Regions from separate parts of the Zea mays genome. Here region 2 is linked to region 1. Evidence: chromatin contacts called from public Hi-C data. All regions are on one chromosome and are shown on one strand. Each heading gives the region's core, a stretch centred on a gene start, on an enhancer-like site or on the middle of the called end of the contact. The rest is flanking DNA. Distances are from core to core; before and after follow the strand shown. Region 1 holds the start of LOC100284130. Region 2 holds the start of LOC100191312 (Deoxyhypusine hydroxylase).

Region 1 (5,634 bases), core at 1,556-4,055:
TATTGGCTCAAATTCCAAGCAACCTTTGCACTTACATTATGCAAACTAGTTCAATTATGCACTTCTATATTTGCTTTGGTTTGTGTTGGCATCAATCACCAAAAAGGGGGAGATTGAAAGGGAATTAGGCTTACACCGATTTCCTAATTGATTTTGGTGGTTGAATTGCCCAACACAAATAATTGGACTAACTAGTTTGCTCTAGTGTATAAGTTATACAGGTGCCAAAGGTTCACACTTAGCCAATAAAAGGACCAAGTATTGGGTTCAACAAAAGAGCAAAGGGACAACCGAAGGCACCTCTGGTCTGGCGCACCGGACTGTCCGGTGTGCCACCGGACAGTGTCCGGTGCACCAGAGGACTCCAAGTCAAACTCGTCACCTTCGGGAAAATCCAGAAGCGCTCCGCTATAATTCACCGGACTGTCCGGTGTACACCGGACTGTCCGGTGTACACCGGACATGTCCGGTGTGCCAAGGGAGAGCGGCTCTGGAACTCGCCAGCCTCGGGAATTCGCAACGGATAGTCCGCTATAATTCACCGGACATGTCCGGTGTGACATCGAGGCAACGAATACTTCGACGCCAACGGCTACCTGCAGCGCATTAAATGCGCGCCAGCGCGCGCAGAAGTCAGGCACACCCATACTGGCGCACCGGACACTCTACAGAACATGTCTGGTGCGCCACCGGACATCCAGGCGGGCCCAGAAGACAGTGCTCCAACGGTCGAATCCCAACGGCTTTGGTGACATGGCTGGCACACCGGACTGTCCGGTGCACCATACGACAGTCAGCCCCACCAAACGGCTAGTTTGGTGGTTGGGGCTATAAATACCCTCAACCACCCACCATTCATTGCATCCAAGTTTTCCCACTTCAACTACTTACAAGAGCTCTAGCATTCAATTCTAGACACACCCAAGAGATCAAATCCTCTCCACACTCCACACAACGCCCTAGTGATTAGTGAGAGAGATTTGCTTGTGTTCTTTCGAGCTCTTGCGCTTGGATTGCTTTCTCCTTTCTTTGATTCTTCATTGCGATCAAACTCACTTGTAATTGAGGCAAGAGACACCAAGTTTGTGGTGATCCTTGTGGGAACTTTGTGTTCCAAGCATTTGAGAAGAGAAAGCTCACTCGGTCCGAGGGACCGTTTGAGAGAGGGAAAGGGTTGAGAGAGACTCGGTCTTTGTGACCACCTCAACGGGGAGTAGGTTTGCGAGAACCGAACCTCGGTAAAACAAATTCACGTGTCTCACTCTTTATTCGCTTGCGATTTGTTTTGCACCCTCTCTTGCGGACTCGATTATATTTCTAACGCTAACTCGGCTTGTAGTTGATTATTTTTGAGAATTTCAGTTTCGCCCTATTTACCCCCCTATAGGCGACTTTCAGGGGGCCCAAGCAAAAATTTACATGGAGGTCCTATACGAAAGTTTGAGTCTGCTATTTTTTAACTTTTAAATAATATCTTAAAAATAAAAGAAGTTGATGATATACACAATTTTATTAAAAATGATATGATTGGAGACACTGTTACATTATAAAAATTATGTAATATAACTATGTATTTGTTTTGACTTTTGAGAGAGTATTTTTACTTAGGGAACGTATCTGGTGCAAACCAACCCCTCCATACAACCGTGCAAACTTCTAATCTGGACCTCATAATGTTGATCCAAGAGAAACAGGGGCGTGAATAATTTTACACTTAACCACCCGTTGCTAATCACACTTTTTAAAATTCCCCATCTCACTCCTCCCGCACGCGCCCTTGGACCATTGAAACCTGGGTTCTTTATCTATATTGTAGGTCTAAAACTCTAGTGCGTAGAAAACATATAGTACCACCGCCGACGTGTGTAAAACTGTGCCTAAAAAACAAGAATAAGACACACACTTGGCGAACGAACTAATTAGGATAAGGCCCTATCCTCATGATCACATTGATATTAGACCAACTCCAATAGATCGAATGCGTTGAAAACTCTCCTATCAATTTTCTAATCAAAAATTTATTCTCTATGTATAAAGACTTTCCCTCCGATCTTCTATTCATTTTTTTACTTTAAAACCAGATTACACAAAACTAAAATATATGTAAATACATATTTACAAAAATATACTAATATAGTGTTGTACGTAGGAGAGTTTGTGAAAAAAAAATATACAAATTGTACAGCAGGCAAGATATTTTGCAACCTAGTCAATCAGTAAACAGAAAGGAGCAGAACAGAACAAATTGCATGGTTGAGCATGAGAGCGACGTGACTGCGTGACTTTTCCGTCCAACGATGTCATATCACAACACAAGTGGTCAATTTTAAACCCACCTTTTTATGTATCTGTGGATGCCAAAACCAAGCGACCAGCCGCCAGCGAAGCTGATGCGCTAGCTCTTGGAATCGAAGCTGATCCACACGAGTGAATGACGTAACTAACCATAAGAAATGAGTTATTCCATTCCACAAACCAAATCAAATAAAAAAAAAGAAGACGATGAACTAGCTCATTCATTAATCCAAACATCTTATAAAATTTAGTTTGTATCGCATTATATATTTAAATATTTATTACTAATATTAAATATAGGCTAAATAAAAATTAATTACACAACTAAAACCTAAACCAAAAACTAAACGTCGACATAATTTTTTTAAGCCAATGTGACGGGAGAACGGCGGAACGAGAGCTCAATGTAATTTGAGTCAAGGCAGGCCCACTAGAAAGCCCAGAACATACCAAGGCCCCTCTATCTTTCTTCCCCAGCAATGCAATTCCGCAGACAGACGCAGGCGGCAGGCAGCGGCGCAGCGCACCGCTTCTTCCTCTTCTATCTCTCATCTACAGCCTTCGCTGCGCCGCCATGGCCACCACCCGCTTGCTGCCGCTGCTCCGACGCCGCCTCGCCGCCGCAATCGCCGGATCGCCTGCTCCCTACTCCCTCCGAGGTAGCCCCATCCCATCCCCCAACATATCTGCCCTCTTCTGTTTCTCCCCTTTCGGTTGCTGTGTCTCATCTTATTAGTTGCTCTCGCGCGTCCCCTCCAGCTCCTCGGATGGGGAGGGAGGTCCGAACTAACCCTACCAACTCATCGTTCATGGTTTGTTTGTGATCCATCCAGATTTCTCTCTCCCTCCTTAACTGCCAGGTGCTGCTCAGGATTGCTTTTGGGTTCGCGAGAGGAATCCACCTCCTCTGTCGTGTGCCTCAATTTTTTTTGCAAGCATTCTCCGTATGTTTAACAGAGGCTCACTCAACGTTAATGAGAGCAGGGATGCGGATGTCCAGCGCAGCGCTGTCTCCCCACCTTGTACCTATTATTGACTGACACCGTAGAGACCAGAATCTTGCATTGCTCTCTGTCTGATGGCCACGCAGCTTGCTCGTATTGTCATATTTACTGGAATATACTCCTTGCAATGTCCCTTTAAAACCCCAAGGCACCAGTCCCTGACTTCCTGTTCACCGACGCCCAACCGACCGACCGGCGAGTGGCTTGCTCCCTGGCTGTATTGCTGTGCTCATGTGCTGTACACCTGTACTGCTGTAGTGTTGTGTTCGTTGTTGCTCAATGCTCAGTTGCTCACTCGTCGCCTATCCCAAATGGATGAAAATTAGCTCTCTAATTGGTTGATTAGGCCTGGTTAGAGGCCGATTTAATCGTGATTAGTCGGCTGATCGCCCCTCTGGCGATCAGAACCGATCAGCCGATCTGAAAACATTGGTCCAATTCATGCTTTTCAAGTCTCCAGTCTCCTTTTTTTAATAGATGTTGGTTGCTACTGCCCTGCTTTCACAAAGAGCTAACGATAACTGCTGCAGTAATAAACCGACTGCCTAGCTGTGATTCAGGATATTCATGGTTACTGCTTCATCCTTGAGTGTACCGTAGATATTTTGCAATTTTGCCGAGCAGATTAGTTGATTACTGATCTGGAAACTCATGTCATCGCAGGACCCTCATTTCCTGCACCAGCAGCTGCAGGGCTAAGGTCCCTCCTAAAAGCTGCTGGAGCGAGCGATACTGCAACAGAACCCCAGGACCAACAGCATTCCGAAACAACTCCCCCGCCGGCTTCTGTCCCGACACCGGAGTCCGGTCTCAAAGTCAGGGACACCTCCAACCTGAAGATCTCACCAAGGCATGACCTCGCCATGATCTTTACGTGCAAGGTGTGCGAGACCAGGTCCATGAAGATGGCCAGCAGGGACTCGTACGAGAACGGAGTCGTGGTCGTGCGGTGCGGTGGCTGCAACAACCTCCACCTCATGGCGGACAGGCTTGGCTGGTTTGGGGAGCCAGGGAGCATTGAGGACTTCCTAGCGACGCAAGGGGAGGAGGTGAAGAAAGGTTCGACAGATACTATCAGCTTTACTTTGGACGACTTGGCTGGGTCTCAGGTCAGTTCTAAGGGGCCTTCCGAACAAAATTAATATGATAGTGTTTGGTCCAGTAAGAACCTGCAGAAGCCTCTCTTTACTATAAAGAAGACGCACATGTCACCTGTGTGTTGAAGAGAAGAAAAAAGCGCCTCTAGAAGCCTACCTTAACTGTTGCACCTGTAGTTCTGCTTAACTTCATGGCTTTTCATGTGTAGCTTTCGAGCCCATCAAATACGCGATGTTGTGATTCTATTGTAGTGTAGCTATTTCCTATACCAAAAACTGGATCCAGGAGAGCCTACATAAATTGATGGACTGCCCGCATTTCTGATCATGTAGTCAGTTGTGTGCCTGCATTCATTCACGGATTGCTTGTGGCGCCTCTTACAGATGGTTGTTATGACTTTAAACTTGTGCTGGAAGCTGGTGAAGAGCTACAGATTTCATGATTAGTCGTCGTACCCATATATACACTGAATTTGCATATCAAATTTACATTGGTGTTAGGCAAGAAACCGCCTCTGTAATTTAGGGCATCCCTGATAGTTGCCTGCTATTCAAGAATCTGTCCTCATCTACACATACTGACATACCTTACCAAGAGGGGCTCTAATCTACAATCCTATTGCACTGAAATTAACAAAAACAGAGCTGCTACGTGGGCATAGAAAGTTCACGGAATCACGGGTGTGTTTTCCTTGACCGACCTCTCTCAGTTCTTCTGGAAGGTGACCATGCAGAAGAAGGCTACACAGCGGAAGAGTACCCCGTTGGCGATGAGGACCGCTATACAGAGAGCCTCGTGCTCGATATCGTAGCCGCTCCTGACCAGCGAGCCACACCGGGTTATGAGCCACACGCCGGAATAGCTGCAACCAAAGGGAGAGGGAGGGCAGAGAAATGTTGTGTTTTGTCAGGTTGCTGCAACAAACAGGGACAAGCTTGATGAGCTGAGGTGAGCCATGAATACTTCTGAGCGTTGGCAATGACGAAGGCTTCCAGAGCCCACTTGGTGTAGCACAGGTCGGCAAGGATAGTGTCCTTCTGCTGAGTGGCTATCAGAGTCAAAACCACCGGAAGCAAGGCCGACCACTGGAATACACATGTGTTGTTCATTCATTCATTCATTCATCAGGAGCAATATTAAGACGACAGGTGCCTCACTCACCAGCTGCGCGGAACCTGGCTGGAAGAAGACTGCGAAGGTGTATCCGATGCCGGTGACGCAGTAGACGAGCGCGAGG
Region 2 (5,634 bases), core at 1,042-3,541, 170 kb before region 1:
CCCATCAGATTACTTAGATTCCTTTTTGGTAAAATTTAACTAGAGAACCGTGCTGAACTAATTTCAAATATTTCAAACCAAACTGATCCAGGAAAGCGTGCAGCTGACAAGAATCCCATATCTACACTAATACTGTGCACTAAAGTTGCAGCAGAGAGAAACTATTTTTTTAAGGAACACAATATTGTTTTAATAAACCTATTTTATTATCTCATCTCTTGAGCTGGTAAGTATATAATAATATCTACAGTTGTTTTACATAAAAGAATCAACAGAGTTAGAATGTTTTAAGAAGTTGAAGTTGCACAATACCCGCTTGAGAATGCTGACACGATCCTGCAGTCCATCAATAGCTCCATCATTTTCTTGCTCATCTATCTCATGAGAAGAATAGGATGTTGCTCGGATTCCACCCTCCTCAATGCCATCGAAGAGAGAAGTTCTGTTGCTACGATGGCTGCACAAAGTGCATAAATTTTCCAATAGGAACAGGGCATACAATCAATAGACGAAGAGAGACTAACTGCAAAGTGAAAGGGGTTGCAAATTTAAACTTAACTACTCAAATAAAATTTCACAAAGGAACAGTCAACCTAGGATGTTCAGATAAAAATGGGATTCTACATTATTAGAATCAATAAGAACAAACAGCCTTATCCATTTGGTGAAGTAGCTGAACAAATATGTTGAAACAATCCAAACTATTTATTTAAACTGAGAAAAAACATATATTTTTCCCTTCTGAATTCTATCTCTAACTAACAAAACTCGACTCAGCTCAACAATAATCAATATTAGTTATAACAATATACTAATTATAAAACATATATGGTCCACGAATCGGAAACACGAAACTTGCATACTCTGTGATGGACCGACAACACAGTTACCTGGACCCATATCACGAAATAAGTCAAAGCATTGTCTGCTAAAGTGCTTTTGTACAACAGAAAACTACTATAAGATGACAAAAAAGGAAGCGTGATAATAACTAGGCAATGACGTAGGTGGTGCATATTAGCCCCAATTAGCAATACAATTGAGATCCATAGCTGCCATAGAGTCTGTCCATTTTGTCTGGGTGAAACTCATGTACTGCTGTTATGCCGGAAGAGGATCACCGTTCTTATATTTTTCTATAATATATAATTATAGCTATATTGCTCCAGCATATACTTTTCATCCCCTTCCGTTATATTGGACTATTTGCCAAGACATATTGTTATGCACAACTACAGAGTTGAGGAGCTTGCGATAGTGAGCATAACTACGGGACCTAATAGAAAGAATTTGACCATGAGGCTGTGATAGTGAGCAAAGTATATCTGTTGAAGCAGAGAAATATCAGCACACATAAACAAAGAGATTAGTAGCTCTTAGTTATAAATTCGTTGGTCAGAGAAGCAAACTAAGCCCAGTCAATAATCATGTGAAACCAACTTCTATGTCTGATAAACCTATATTCGTGATACTCAAACAGCTTAGAGTTGGGGAAAATGAAACTGTCATATACAACAATCGATTTGTCTTTGGAGGGAATTCATCAACCATAACTACGGGACAACAACTGAATTATCTGCACAAGGTAAGTAAACAGCAGCACGAATCACTCATCTTAACCCCTAACAAATGCAGCGTACCGATCGCACTAATCGCGTGCGATTCATCCAGTGAGGCAGCCACATTGAGCCGTTCTAACAAATCGCTCGCGCTCACCAACCCTAAATTCAAACACCATCTGACGAAAATCCCAAGCTCAAAGCAACAAACAAGCTCAGAAACTTACCCTCTCGGGTTCATGGCGCTAGTCTCGATTCGATTAGTGCTGCCCCCTGCCTGCACGCACCAAACCCCAAACCCATCAGAGTCAAGCAAATCGCCGAGAGGGGCGCCAAGAGCACGAAAAAGAAGAGGGAAAATCCGGACAGGAGTGGACGAGTGCGGTGATAGGGGGGATCCAGCGAGCTCACCTCTCGATCGATTCGCGTCGGATCGGTGCGGATTGGGATTCGCAGCGCTGCGAGAAGCCGCAAAGGGGAGGAGGAAAAGGAATGCTACGCGCTTCGCCGACGCGAGATTACACACGTAGCGTGTAACTGCCATGTGGGCCAGAATCTGGGTAAAGCCATTGGGACCCACCGGCATCAAGACAAGAGGAGCCTCTGGTCGCTGTCGTCCGTCCGTTTGGAGAGGTGACGTGGCGCGTTCCGATCGGACGGTCGGCGTCGACTCGACGCGAGCTCGTCCCTCGTCTTCTCCTTTTCTTTTTCTTTCCGAGAGGCGGGATTTCCTTCGCCGCCGCCGCCCCCAGTGACCACCTTGCCGACCGGAGCGTGTGAACCGTACGGAGTCGCCCGCGTGAGATGACGGCCACCTCCGCGTTCGAGTCGTCCCCGGAGATGGAGCGGTTCCTCTGCGAGCGGCTGCTGAACACGGAGCAGCCCATCGCGGAGCGCTTCCGGGCGCTCTTCTCCCTCCGCAACCTCCGCGGGGATGCGCCGCGCCGCGCCCTCCTCCAAGGTCTCGTCTCGCTTCACTGAATCGGCTTTGCTACTCTTCAAAGCTTGGTCGAAGGCTTTAGCAGCTTGTGGATTTAGCAACAGATTTCTGGTCCCTGCTGCTTTGCAGAACTAATCGAGTAGATGGAGTGGATACCATACTGTGCTTCACTAATTTGGTGCCTTGATTGCAGCACCATTAGTCCTAGGTACTTCGTCGGTTTTGTTCCAAACTCTAGTGTCCTTACAGTTCATACTAGTGCTGAGGTGATGAACTGACGATACTAGAAAATTTAACTTTGATGGATTCTTTATGTTATTCACCAAATTGATCTCAACAAGCTGCACTAGTTCATTTTGTGCTAGTGCTAGCAGTAGTTGTTTAATGTTAATAATACGGAGTATTTCATAACACTTGTTTTAGGTTTAGACTTTGGCGTTTCTGTGAGATACATTTTGGTCAGCACCAAAGAAAGAGGTTAGCATTATAGGAGCTGCCAAACATATTACCAATATATTTGCTATTAGAGGGTTTATCTCAAATTTTGGTATTGTTTCAATGGTTGAGATTATTTTATATTTATTGCTATGTAGTACATATTAAATTCCTGAAAGTTTGGATGACTGCCACTTTTTTGTTCCTTTCCTGCTATGTATAACTGTGAGATTATGTTGTTAACTTTGGTCTGCTACTCTGCTGTCAACAAAAGCCATTACAGACAAACCTGATATCTCTTAGATTTCTTTTAGTAGTCATTACTGAAAAAGAAAACTGTACTATACTAGTTATGCAAGAATTGAAAAGCACATCAAGGGCCTGATTCGCAACCACCACTTTTGCGCTGCTAGCTGTGCATATTCAGATTTCTGCAATTTCATGTTTGAGAGATCAAAAGATTGTGCTTAAGAAAACCTGACATATTTTGTAAATTGTTCAGCTGCAAGGGATCCTTCTAACTTGCTTGCCCATGAGGCTGCATTTGCACTTGGACAAATGCAGGATGCTGAGGCTATTCCTGCACTGGTGGCAGTTCTCAAAGATCTTTCGCTACATCCAATTGTCCGCCATGAGGTACTCAGTGAATTTGATGTTATATGCTTCTTCTAGTCCTTGGATATTCATGTTAAATAGTAGTGTATGTGTATTGGTTAGGCAGCGGAAGCTCTTGGAGCTATTGGCCTGGAAAAGAGCATCCCTGTGTTGGAGGAAAGTCTAACAACTGATCCTGCTGTGGAGGTCCAAGAAACTTGCGAGCTGGCACTAGGACGAATAGAGGAGAATAAGAAAGTTAATGGGGCTGAGAGTACAACCACTTCACCCTTTCTCTCAGTTGATCCAGCGCTGCCTTCAAAGCATGGGCTTTCAGTAGATCAATTAAGGTATTATTTACAACTTTCAAAGGATTCTTACATGTGTTGATTGTATCCTATGCCTACAGCCTTTCCGTTATCAACATGGTGGATGTTTTTCAGGGGCCTTCTTCTCAATGAGCAAGAGAGCATGTACCAACGTTATGCAGCTCTTTTTGCGCTTAGGAATGATGGTGGAGATGCTGCTGTTTCTGCTATTGTTGCAGCTCTGAGCGTCAAAAGTGCTCTTCTACGTCATGAGGTTTCTTCAAAATTTAGCTCATCCTTGTTGTCATATTTTTTTTATACAATTGTAAATCAAGCAACCAACAATGTATCGTTTGAATGTTTTTCTCAAAAAATATTCTGAGCTCCAATGGAATTTTTTTGTTGCCTTGTAACTTGTTTCTTTAGGTTCTGGCAGTCTAGATTATTATTTGGCATTTACACTTGAAAATTTTGAGCTTGCATAAAAAAATACAACAAACTGGCATAATAAATTGAAATGGAGTTAAGATTTGAGCACAAACCTGAGCAGCCTTGCAGCTATTTCTTTTTAATATATGATGTCACATGTCAGTTGTTTGTCAGTCTTGTTATGTACTTATGTTAGATTGGACAATATCCCGTTACAACCTCTTAATTTATGGTCAGTAGGATCCTCAAGAAATTTGACCGTTATATTTATTTAGTAATGGAGTGGGAGTTTGGTGTTTCCCTTTATGAAAAGAAACATAGTAACGAAAAATCAGGTTAGGATAATAGGATTGGTGGTGTGAAACTGCTTCAGATCTAGTCTGCACATTGGCTGATACACCGAGGTCATAACATCATATTCCTAGCAAGAAATTTAGTTTTTTTTATTTAAAAAACTTTGCATTACAATGCCTTTGGTTTTATATCCAATATAACACTTGGGTATTATTCGGCAGGTTGCTTATGTGTTAGGTCAGCTGCAAAACAAAGCCGCTTCAGATGCGCTTTCTACAGTCCTGAAGGATGTCTGTGAGCATCCAATGGTCAGGCATGAAGCTGCTGAAGCCCTTGGCTCAATCGCAGGTAACTAAAACTGCAAGTTTTGGCGGAATGTCATTTACAAACTCCAGCCCATGCATAGAGACATTCTCCAGTTACCTGAAATTGTGACCGTGCTGTGTTGTAGACCAAGAAAGCATTGCCCTTTTGGAGGAGTTTGCAAAGGATCCTGAGCCCATAGTCTCGCAGAGCTGTGAAGTAGCTCTCAGTATGCTCGAGTATGAGAGATCGGGGAAATCCTTTGAGGTACGTGCCTGCCTACATCATCACAAAGAACTTTCTGCCTCATAAGATCTTCGTTCGTGTAAATTTGTTTAAACCAGGGCTTCCTTTCCATGCAGTTTCTCTTCCTTCAGACTCCTCATGTGCAGTCCTAGGTTCCTCTTCGTCGATGATCACTCAATGCGAAGTGACTGAAAGCTTCTTGTATTGGTTAATGTGACTGGACCAGCCATATATCCACTGGCTTTGATGATACTCTTTATCCTGATAGGATTTTTTTTTTGGTTAATCGTGATATGGAGGTTGAAACACGGAGCAGCATGAAAACAAATGGAAAAGAAACCATGAAAACTATGAAAACTTATAAATTTCGACAAAAGAATACATGCGAACTATGTCAGTGGTTGGTTTCGGCAATTATACACTCGCAGCAAAGAAAACTGGGTTATCCTCACCAGCGCGAATCCAGATCTATGCATAAAGGGAACCACTTATTTATATTCTTGCAAAAGCATTTTTGCAGGATGTT

Evidence for each region. A called contact is a pair of places that touch in the nucleus more often than the background predicts.
Region 2: a contact with region 1 is called in a Hi-C map of ear, with 2.4 times the contacts expected there. The contact joins the promoter of LOC100191312 here to the promoter of LOC100284130 in region 1. A contact is called at or near these places in 6 of 25 Hi-C or Micro-C datasets (bundle sheath, ear, endosperm and 2 more).

The regions. Positions count from the first base shown.
Region 1 is chr5:224,396,732-224,402,365 of Zm-B73-REFERENCE-NAM-5.0, reverse strand. LOC100284130 reads left to right here and starts at 2,805. Exons shown (of 2, transcript NM_001157027.2): 1 at 2,805-2,954; 2 at 3,963-4,800. The coding sequence starts at 2,870. The coding sequence ends at 4,441. It overlaps LOC103627899 (ABC transporter G family member 28), which reads right to left. Exons shown (of 11, transcript XM_008648215.4): 9 at 5,559-5,634; 10 at 5,361-5,482; 11 at 4,832-5,259. The coding sequence ends at 5,103.
Region 2 is chr5:224,569,503-224,575,136 of Zm-B73-REFERENCE-NAM-5.0, reverse strand. It overlaps LOC100191312 (Deoxyhypusine hydroxylase), which reads left to right and starts at 2,291. Exons shown (of 7, transcript NM_001136746.1): 1 at 2,291-2,520; 2 at 3,437-3,570; 3 at 3,652-3,878; 4 at 3,972-4,110; 5 at 4,781-4,907; 6 at 5,011-5,129; 7 at 5,225-5,634. The coding sequence starts at 2,364. The coding sequence ends at 5,260. It overlaps LOC100284212, which reads right to left and starts at 2,125. Exons shown (of 6, transcript NM_001157107.2): 1 at 1,971-2,125; 2 at 1,787-1,836; 3 at 313-457. The coding sequence starts at 1,800.